Regions from separate parts of the Bicyclus anynana genome. Here region 2 is linked to region 1. Evidence: chromatin contacts called from public Hi-C data. All regions are on one chromosome and are shown on one strand. Each heading gives the region's core, a stretch centred on a gene start, on an enhancer-like site or on the middle of the called end of the contact. The rest is flanking DNA. Distances are from core to core; before and after follow the strand shown.

Evidence for each region. Hi-C and Micro-C count contacts between places; a contact is called where the count stands out from the background.
Region 2: a contact with region 1 is called in a Hi-C map of whole body, with 1.8 times the contacts expected there. The contact joins the enhancer-like site here to the promoter of LOC112046086 in region 1. A contact is called at or near these places in 2 of 2 Hi-C or Micro-C datasets (whole body and whole larva).

Annotation. Positions count from the first base shown.
Region 1 is chr18:1,707,241-1,712,699 of ilBicAnyn1.1, forward strand. LOC112046086 (protein enabled) reads left to right here and starts at 1,348. Exons shown (of 14, transcript XM_052886707.1): 1 at 1,348-1,814. The coding sequence starts at 1,810. LOC112046079 (tubulin-specific chaperone E) reads right to left here and starts at 420. Exons shown (of 7, transcript XM_024082556.2): 1 at 1-420. The coding sequence starts at 329.
Region 2 is chr18:1,785,066-1,791,186 of ilBicAnyn1.1, forward strand. It overlaps LOC112046086 (protein enabled), which reads left to right. Exons shown (of 14, transcript XM_052886707.1): 2 at 1,602-1,767; 3 at 4,335-4,490; 4 at 5,505-5,620. Among protein-coding and RNA genes, the nearest start is that of Trnac-gca, 50 kb to the right of the region's middle. Within about 2 kb of position 1,661, at least 2 of the 8 cell types and tissues checked have open chromatin away from gene starts, as enhancers often do.

The DNA.
Region 1 (5,459 bases), core at 98-2,597:
TTTCGGATGGCTTCAGCACAAGTTTTGAATGGAGCAATTTTGTTGGGACGTATGAATGAACCAGCACCTGGTTTGGTCGTTTTGAAGTACTGCACATCCTCTACGATGCCGTCATGCTTTCCCCTGTCGGCGTTATCCCACTCTACTCCATACCAAATGCCTTTGTACCCATGCACCTCCCCAATATACTTCACCGTACCAAAATCATCACTGCACTTCACACGACTTCCTACAGACACTTGGTATTCACAATCGTCGCCGCCGTTCAGGCTGTCCATGGCACCGTTGCAAAATTTCGGTATCAAATCAACAGGCATCGCGCCCACCATTCTTTTTATGTTTTCGAAAAAAGAATGTTTATCAAAATGAAAACAGACTTATTTTTCGGAAGCTACGTCCAAAGATTACAATGTATTATTGGAAATAGATAGGCAACTCTAACTTTTTTCGGAACGCTTGTGATAGCGCCATCTAGTGACTAGCTACGGTATTTTTAGTATAGTATCCATTATGTTATAAAAATAATAATGCATATTTTTTGTAAATGCGAGATTTTTGATTTTGTAAAAGTTGAAGAAACCAATTGAGAAAAACAAAAAAAAAAAGACAAAAAGTTTTCCATTGTCCGGGCTCGAACTCAGGATTATTAGATCGTACCTTTGTTATACACCACTAGGCCAAATGACTATATGGAATATCGTTGAAATTAATGTACGGTTACTGTCTATCTGTAATAATCCCTTTGCTTTAGAAATACAAACACATTCTTCCTATTGCGCGTCAAAATTAAAAGGATAAATAATTCTTTTTTGTTTTGTTTTTTTTTTCCATACTTACACGGTTTAAATCTCTAAAAACATTATAATACATACACACCATAAGTAATTGTATTTACTATTCTGGAATCTTAAATCTAGAATGTAGATGGCGCTGCTTCATAAAGATTTCACGTTCTTCTAAGTTCCCATGGCATGGCTACGTCTGTCAAGCAAAACAAATTAGCAAACTGTCAGATTTTGAGTCATCAAAAAAAAACATCAAAAAGATATTGACAAAGATCAATACGTAGACAGAGTATAAATGGCTTGTTTATGGAGCACGGCTGTGCACTGGTGCCGATTGCTGCCAGTAAATTCAATGTCGTCCGATTGTATTGTTTATGAGTCGTTTGTCAGATTAAAAAATAACCAACATAGTTTTGCAGATCTAGCAATAGATGGCGCTACCAGGACCATTTTGAGATTGACTAAAATTAATCCTTCGAGAGGTGATTGGTCGGTCTCGTTGACCGAGCATATGGTATAATGCGACCAAGTATAGACGTCAGACAAATAAGGGCGAAAATGTAAATTTTATTTCCGGATATGTACCGAATACTCCAACCGAATAGCACATTGTGTCGTTTAAAATTTTCTGAATACGGTATTCAATTTTTTTTATACTTTTTATAAAATGTATTGAAAGTTCAGCTGTGCTGAGGTGTGTTGTATTAAAAAATATTTTTAATAAACTCAAAGACGTAAGCGTTTGAGTGACTGATGATATAAAAAATATTTTTTTTAATTCATTCGTCGTGTTCGCGCAGTGCAAGCGTCCTTCCGTCATCCGCTCCGTTTCCAAAATCGAGCGGGACTGAAAACGAAAATTGTGCTATTTCTCAAAAATGGCCACCCCTAATCCACCGGACGAGTGCTCGAGTCGATAATACTAAAATGTCGCTTCGTGTCTGTGATAATATGCAGTTTATAAGTGAACAATTGTGAGTGTCGTGCAATAGTCGGATTTAACACGACAAAGGATTCAATCAAAATGAGGTACGTACAGCTAAAGTTCATCAAACCGCTGCTTGCGAGCTTTTACGAAAACAAATAAATAAATCCTGTATTGTTCGCTTGCATGCGTCGTTCTATATTTAAATTTAGAATATTTATTTACGTACCGTGCTGATCGGAGCGCGAAGTCTGTGTTCTATATTGTAATGTAAACAACGCGTATCGATTTTAAATTTGCAATTTTATGAATGAGATTGAAGAAAAACAGCCCATAATTTAGCATAGAAATCGATGAAGCATTGCATAGTGTCGGAAAACTGTCTGCTTGGACGAGTTATCGATTTTTTCTACATATATTTATCAAGAAGTGCCCCACACGTTGTATATTCAATTTATTTTTGTCTTTCCCTTTCATGGCTGTTTATTTGACCTTGAATTAAAGTGCATTGGGTATGAGGGCGATTTCTTAAAAATGGGGTGATTTTAGGGGGATGGTTCTATAGGGTGCTGGGGTGTGTAGGAGAAAAATTCACTCCACCCATTTGAATTAGGAACATGAAATCTTTTGCAAAGCAAAGTTAGACCTATTTGTTGTAAATTGAATTTGGCTTCATTTTATTTTGTACTTTTACTTTATGAATGTAAAGTACAAGAAAAAGTTTATTTGCAAATAATAATAAAACATTTTATTAGTATTACTTAACTATCAAAATATTTAATTGTGTATTTAAATCCGCACTCTGGTAAATAAATAAGTGTAAATATAAATTTCCAATATAAATTATAAATATAAATTTCCAGTTATATATAAAAAAATTATCAAGTTTCCTGGATGTTGCTAATCTAGAATGTTTATCATTGCACAAATACCTACTAAAATACATCATATCAAGTTGTGAGTCATCAGAGCTTTAACTATGGTATAACTAAGGTGTAAGTATTTGACCATGGTTGACTAATAAGTCAACATAATTATTTATATGGAAACGTTAGTGAATGTGACTCGTTTTGCTTTAACAAATAGAGATATAGAGAAGAAAAGAACAATACAAGATTCCTGTACTGAGAGCTCTGAGTTGAAGTGCCCAAAGTTCAGACTTTTAAATCTATACAAATACTATAAAAAAATCTACTATACCAATTTGAAAATACTTTTACTAATAGGAAGACACATTATTTTGCGAGTAGGCTATATTTTATTACCATAGTCCCAGGAATAGGACTCCTACATACAGGTGAAACAGTGGGGCATCTCTCTGATGATATCATCTGATAGTGTTTTATAAACTGAAAATTACAAACTAGTTCTTGAAACTGACAAGACCTATATTATAACTAGTCCACACTACTTTGTCCACATGTAAATCATTTTAAACATTCAACCCCTATTTCAGCACCTTAGTGGTTGTATTTTAAAAATTCTTGCATCACTATTTAAATTTTTCGTATTTTTTTATGATTCAAGGACAAATTTTTCAAACTGTAAATCTAAAAATAAAAGACTTTCCATACAAACTTTCAACCCCTATTTGACCATGTTACTTTTTGATCCTAAAATAAAAAGAATTATTATTTGTACTTTTTGACCCTGTTTTACTCTAAGGTACCATTATACCAAAATTCATCTTAATTGGTCCAGCGGTTTAGCAGTGAAAAGGTAATAGACAGACAGGCTTACTTTTGCATTTATAGTATTAGTATATAGATTAATTATAAATATGTTTTTCCAGTATACTCATAAGCAATTAATTAGTCAGAGCTATATTTGTGTGACCTATAAACTAAGTTGTAATGAAAAACAGACATACTCCATCAACTAATGGAGGTTAAATACTGAGTAAGGTTTTCATTTAGTTTATTACTTCGCTATATCAGTTGTATCAATCTATATACAATGAAAGAGTAGGAACCAAGCTCATAGTAAAAACTTGTCTAGAACATCACTAACCCTACATCCAGTAGTCACAAGACCTGCTTGGTGTTTTTCTCTCTATCTCGCAATGGACCCAGCACCTGAACGGTGAATCCATGGAATGTTAAGATATTCTCTTACCTCCATGGGTATATTTGCCACCAAGTAGCACTGCTTTCATCAGCATCCTGTCACAGTAAGGGATGAAGTAGGGGGCTAGCCAAAAGATACAAGAAACAACCCCTTATTCATCCTAATATCTTGGCAAACAGACTCTTGACTGATGAGTCCGAGGTGTCTTAACTTACATACAGTTTGAAAATTCTACAAAAGACCAAAATGGTTTTCTGCCAAACTTCAGTTCGAAGAAGTCACCCATGATGACGATGAGGCTTATACAGTACTAGCGGAAGCCCGCGACTTCGTCCGCATCGAACTCAGTTTTTCACAAATCCCGCGGAAATCATGAATTTTCCGAGATGAAAAGTAGCCTATGTATATACATAATAAAATCTATTTTCATTCCGAATTTCAGCCAAATCGCTTCAGTTGCCGTAGCACAAAAGAGGGACAAACATACACACTTACACACAAACTTTTGCCTTGTAATATTAGTGTGATTAGGGTTGCACCACCATAGCATATAGTCCACGTAAGTTAACCTAATGGGAATATCTATGACTAAACAAGGTGGTTGGGGTCATCCACTGTTGTAGTGTACTTTTGTAGAAACCGAAAGGGGTGTGGATTTTCATCCTCCTCCTAACAAGTTAGCCCGCTTCCATCTTAGACTGCATCATCACTTACCATCAGGTGAGATTGTAGTCAAAGGCTAACTTGTAAAGAATAAAAAAAAAAAAAAAATTAGTAAACCTCGTTAGGCATGTAAAACTGCTAAAACACTAGAATTATAAATTAATGTGGTCGCCATTAGAAAGGTCGTCCTGGGAATTTGTGGCGCGTTTATTGTTAATAATCGAGTCTAATTAATTTCGCCGGTGTCGCTGAATGTTCACGAATTACGTGCTGCCATATACCTAACATGATATTATCAAAAATTTAATAGAAGTAGGCGTTCATCATTATCATTTACAGCCGATGGACGTCCACTGCTGGACATACATCTTACATGGATTTCCCAACAAAACGGTGTCGAACCGCGAGCATCCAGCTCGGCTTCGTAAGCCGATTGATGTCCTTAATCCACCTCGTGGGGTCTACTAACACTGCGCTTTCCGGTGCGGGGTCGCCATTCCAAGTTTGCGTTTGAAATTCATTCATCATCATATCAGCCGATGGACGTCCACTGCAGGAAGGCCTTTTGTAGGGACGGGACTTCCAAACATCACATTCCTGAGCCGCTTGCATCCAGCGAATCCCTACGACTCGCTTGATGTCGTCAGTCCACCTGGTGGGCGGTCGACCAACATAGTGTTTAATAGTGCGGGGTCGTCATACCTTGAACCTTACTAGGACCTTGAAACCCCAACGACTGATCGACGAGCAACGATCTTTGCGACGCGTTGAGCTATGTCGGTGACTTTGGTTCTTCTGCGTATCTCTTCATTTCCGATTCATTCATGCAAAGATACTTCTAGCATACCACGTTCTATCGCACGCTGTGAGACTGAGCCTATCTATCGTCTTATATACTCCCTTATACTCATTCCTTATTTTTAACCGACTTCCAAAAAGGAGAAGGTTCTACGTTCGGCTGTATGTATGTTTTTTTTTTATCCACTCTTGTCACCACACAACCATCTCAACATACCCAT
Region 2 (6,121 bases), core at 411-2,910, 78 kb after region 1:
GAGGCACGTGATATTTAATTTCTTAGCACACAACTGAAAAGTTGGAGGTGCATGCCCCGGACCGGATTCGAACTCACACCCTCCGGAATCGGAGGCAGAGGTCATATCCATTGGGCTATCACGGATATTGATTATTATTTATAAGTATCTTCGTTTATTAATTAAGTTGTTTACCATCTGTGCCCGAGATTTTAGACGCTTTTATTCTGTTAACTTTGATAAGATTGATGATTAGTTTTTATTAGATTAGACCGTGTTGGTGGGAAACCAAAAAAAATGAGGTTTTTTTATATTTTCGTCATAGTATGAAACATCGTGTCCCAAAGCGTCAGTCACAACCCTTCGCAAAGCACCGTTAAAGATTTCTAGAGAGGGTTAGAGAATGTTAAAGTTTAAAAAAAGCGAAGCTTAGTAAAAGCGGATCTACTATCAGACTTCATAAAATGAATAATATCTGGCTGTTGCAGACCCTCAGTTTAGTTATTTTTATTTTTTTTAATATTTCCATATTTTTTAATTAGGACCAATTTTTTCATTCCCCTCCAACTAGGCTGTGTTAGCAGTGTAACCGGGCGGGGATCGAACCACAACCCCTCGGTGATGAGTCCGACCGCTTTACATTTGAGCTATTGAGGTTCAATCAACGACGGTTGTCCCGTTCATAATTGATGTGGGCAGTGGAGCGAAAAGAACTTATTAAAAATATACGCATTATAAATCTTAACTAACAAGCGAATCAACAAAATATCACTTGAATAGCATTCTTGGTGGTCTAATTAACAATATACAGCAGATGTTCCACAGAAAACGTAGATATGTCGCGCGATGCAATTGGATTACTTTACCCCCACTTCAATAATACTTGGAATAATCCAAAGATACTAGAAGTAGCGTCGGGATTTCTAGGGTCTATGCTTTTTAACTGCACAACTGCCTCCTTGTCCATTTCATGCGGCTTCGGATCTTTATGTTCCGAGTTAGGGTGTGAAATATGAAGCTTTTCTTTCTTTGAAATTCTCAGCAGAAGATTAGCTAGGAAGTCGCTGGTGTTACACCCCAGTGCCGTCGGTTTCAGTGGTGTGTACTTCATAGATCAAATGATGTTCTGCCTTCCCTGATGACTCATCGTGAAGATGAGAAGACCGAATTCTTTATTTTCTGCCTACTTTAATTGAAGGCCTTGTGCTAGCCGCTGTCTGATAATGATTGTTACATAAAAACTATCTAATTCTTTTATCTGATATTTAAGAAATTAAATATCACGTGTCTCAAACGTTGAAGGAAAATCATCGCATCGTGAGGAAACCTGCATACCAAAGATTTTTTTTAATTTTCTACGTGTGTGAAGCATGGTGGCCTATTGGCCTAACCTCTCTCATTCTTAGAGGAGACTCGAGCGCAGCAGTGAGTCGAATATGGGTTGATAATGATGATCTAATACTAAGCTTCCCGACTCTCACAGTAGCATAGCGGGACTAAGTCCTAAATCCTTACTCATATGGGATGCCTGAAAGTGGGTCGTGTAAATATAAATAATACGTATGTTGTTGACGATGGTGATAACTTTGTAAAGGTTCTAATGAGAACGTTGTTGTCCACAGCGAGCAATCGATAAGCAGCGCGCGCGCTTCCGTCATGGTGTACGACGACGCCGTGAAGCGCTGGATCCCCTCGGGCTCCAGCTCGGGGCTGTCCAAGGTGCACATCTACCACCACACGCAGCACAACACCTTCCGCGTCGTCGGCAGGAAGCTCAACGACCACGAGGTAACTCACTTGTCCCTACGTAAGTCTACGTCGGCGTGACAAAAAAATGGGGGTTCACAATTTCGAAAGCGAGGTGTCACGAAAATTCATGCGGCTTCGTAGTGGTTGGTACGTGATTGAGATTCTTCTAAATACATTAAGTAGAAATAGGTTGCTTCTTTCTGCTGTATTGAATAATTCAATCACTTTTTGATTGAAAATCTTTACTTTTTAACCGACTTCAAAAAGGAGGAGGTTCTTAATTCGGTCGGTATTTTTTTTTTTGACATTCAATTAATTTACGAAGTTTATTTTCACTTTTGTGTAGAAAATTTTTAATTCGTAGTTGGATGTCAACAGCAACATTGGATGACATATGCAAAGATATTCCATAGTCAGATATGATCTTCACAATTTTCACCGAGTTTTGGGAAATGGTAATGTAGGGGGTCAACTTGCACCCTGCACCAGTCAAAAGTATGGGACCCTCTGCTATAACCCAAGGCTTTACGATAACTTACTAAATAGGTGGACCAATCTATTATTCTCTCATTTATTTATTAGTCCTTTTTTAAATTTTTAACAATGTTGGTACAAAACACTATTAAAAAATAAAAAAAAAAACTCATCTCTCCCGCTGCGGGACATTTGAGTGCCCAAGCAACCGGTGGTCTTGGCTCCAGAGTGAGGAACCTCCTCACAATACGCGCCGTCTTAAGAATCACTGCCTTCTGTATCCGACTCTTGATCCAACAGTTAAGTGAAAGCTTCTTAAGGTGTTGGTCGAAGCTTTTCGCTAAGATAAGACCATTGACTGAAACAACTATCAGAACAATAATAGTTGATTCAACATTCCACATAGCGGTAATCTCGTGAGTTATACTTTTTCGAATATATGGACCAATTATTATTATCATTCACAATAACTGACTACGACACACCTCATCTCAATAGTTAGAAGTGTAGATAAGCAATATTGTCGTGGGCAGACGCGATACCGACCATGAACCAAGCGATATCGAACAAGGAACCAGATGTTACAAAAACAACTAAATCAATATGTGGCCTTCCTACCTACGAGCCTTGTTTGGCAGATTAGAACTCTCTAACGCGCTTATTAGATTACTAGTAGGTGCCCACGACTTCTCGTGATATTCACTAATAGCCAGTTTCTTTAGGTAAAGCTAAAGTTACAGTAAAAGTAGTAAGTAGTAAAGAAAACTTTATTTTTCCGTGAATAAGACCGTTACTTTTGCTTTATGACGTTACTTTGACTGTTACTTGCGATGAAGAAACTGGCCGTAAGAGATTCACGTGAAAAAGATAAAAGAAATAGGTAAGATTACTTCTTTGCCTGTCTAACCTTTTTCTTAGCACATAAGCTGCTTTGAAACAAGCGAGCTAACCTTTATGTATAGCTAACAAATTCTGACAAATAAATGCTTGTTTACATTTTCACGCCTAAATCACTAAATCTATTTTTTTAATTTTTTCACCAATGGAAAGCTACATTAGCAGCAAGTAACATAGACTATATTGTTTGTCTCCGTATACCGCATAAACTGTTATTACTGTTATTAAATTTGTATTTATATTCTTTTACCTATGTATAGCTGTAAAACTGTTTAACTTTAACTTTAATTAGTATTATTAATATAAAGATAATCTTATTATTTAGAGCATGTAGTGTTAACCTATAAGTGGCCAAACATTTTGCCTTGTTACCTATGTTATTAAAATATTATATATCTTGTAAGAAATGTAAGGTTGTTGGTTAACCAAATAAATTAAAAAAAAAAAAAAAAATTACGAAGGGTGAAATTGCTGAGGCGACCGCCAGTAATCATCATCATCATCATCATCATCATCATCATCATCATCATCATCATTATCATCACGTCAGCCGATGGACGTCCACTGCCATAAGCCTTTAGTAGCGAGTTCCGAACGCCACGCAAAAGTTTTGCCCGTTACTGATCACGCTGGGCATGCGGGTTGGTCAGCGCAGTAATAAAATATAATAATTAATTACTGTTACGTAAATGTTACGTTATTTTCATTTAATAATTTATTTTCTTAATTAATATACTATACTTAATTTTAAAAAGTTAGGTAAGTACTTACCTAATTTCCATTTTTATTAAAAACTAGCGGACGCCCGCGACTTCGTCCGCGTGAAACTCGATGTAAACTTTCAACTACCCCTACCATTACCCCTACTCTACCCCTACCCTACCATACCCTACCCCTATCTACCCCTAACCTACCCTACCCCACCTCACCCCTACCCTACCCCTACCTCATTTTCTAATTATTATGAATATGAACTTTATACAATAGGTAACACTATAGCCCAAATTGACTACGTTTTAGTTAAGAAAACATTTGTATGGGAAAAAGAAAAGGGCTATTTTTATTGTTTTTCCGGCAACTATTCGAATTTTTCTCGCCGTAAAAACCATCCTAGAACTCCAACGAACATTTTAAAAAAGAATTGGCCAAATTGGTCCAGATGTTGTTGAGTTATGCGCTTACCAACGCATTTTGGGTATCATTTTTATATTAAAGATAATAATTTCAAATTCCAGGTGGTGATAAACTGCGGTATAGTGCGAGGGCTGAAGTACAACCAGGCAACGGCCACCTTCCACCAATGGCGGGACGCGCGGCATGTCTACGGCCTCAACTTCTCCTGCAGGGAAGATGCAGACAGCTTCGCGCGCGCCATGATGCATACACTAGAAGTAAGCTCAAGTGGAACTATACCATACCTATACCATAGCGTGACAGCCCAGTGTATATGACCTCTGCCTCCAATTCCTGAGGGTATGGGTTAGAATTCGGTCAATGCACCTCCAACTTTTCAGTTGTGTGCGCTTTAAGAAATTAAATATCACGTGTCTCAAACGGTGAAGCAAAAACATCGTGAGGAAACCTGCACACCACAGAATTTTCTTAATTCTCTGCGTGTGTGAAGTCTGTCAATCCGCATTGGGTCAGTGTGGTGGACTATTGGCCTAACCCTTCTCATTCTGAGAGGAGACTTGAGCTCACTAGTGAGACGAATATAGGTTGATAATCATACCATAGCATACTCAAAAGCTCCGAGATTCGATTCGAGATTTGGTTGTTAACTATGAGCCTCTTAAGAAAACTCGAAGTCACTCAGCGACGATGGATCGAACTATGCTTGGAGTTTCTCGAGATGCCTGATCGGATCATATATTAGTAGATCCGCAGAAGAACAACACAAAAATATTTTATTTATAGTCATTCGTTTAAAATTGCCGGAATAATAAACATATACAATTTATCCAGTAACCATATGAATAAAATATATTTATTCGCACGGTTACTGTATGAATAGTCACTTTGTATAAGATATGATGTCTGCTAAAGTGTAACACTATTCTGTAACGATGTTTTTAAAACTTGAAAGTGTGAGTTTCGAATTCGTCGTTATATCTCTCCCTCAAATACGTAACTGTAGATAGAGAGCGAAATACACAAGTTCGAAATACACAACCCATCGTTACAGAATAGTGTGTAAAAAAAAAAGAAAACGAATGTGCTTTTTAGACCACACAATTGAAGTAAAACTTCTTTAGCTCTCCCTCACAACGTCCGTTCGCCTCGCCCGATTACACTTTTCGTAACGCACTCACCAGCTAACTCCCCAAGTCGAGCGTGCGTAAATAACCGATTTCCGATAACTGTCAAGAAACCAAAGAAATAAAATTTTGATGAAATGTTCGCAGATCCTGGCGAACAAAGTGGTGAACAACACGGCGCCGCCGCCCCCGCAGGCCCCCAACCCGCCCGTGCCGTACAACGGACACAACAACACGCACTACGACGAAGACATGGGGTACAGGTAATGTAGAGATAGAGGTCATCATCATCGTCATCATCATTGCTTTGTTCATATCTCACTTAAGGCTTGTTCAGACTACTTTAGCAGTTTAGTCGAGTAGCGTATAATTTAGCTGAACACCAATAGTTTAGTGGAATCAATCTATTTTAACGGGAGAATAGCGCTTCCCAGTACGCGTCCACGCTCACTGGTTCACCGGGGTAACAAGTCCGAACCTGGCGAATTAATTAGTAGTTCCTAGTTGATCCATTTTCGTACTTCGTAGCTCCTAGTTGATAGTTCTATTAATCCATTTTCGTACCGATAGCTTCTTTTTATTAATCACACATTTTTTTAAATCCAATTCTTCTATTATAGCCATTGTGGTTAGCTTAATCAGTTAATTTATTTATTTATTTCGTTGTAGGCATGTTGTTCATCTTGTTCTAGTACAGTTCACAAGTGAGTTCACAAGTACAGTACAGTTCACAAGTGAGGTGGTTTGACCAGGTTGTGGTCAAG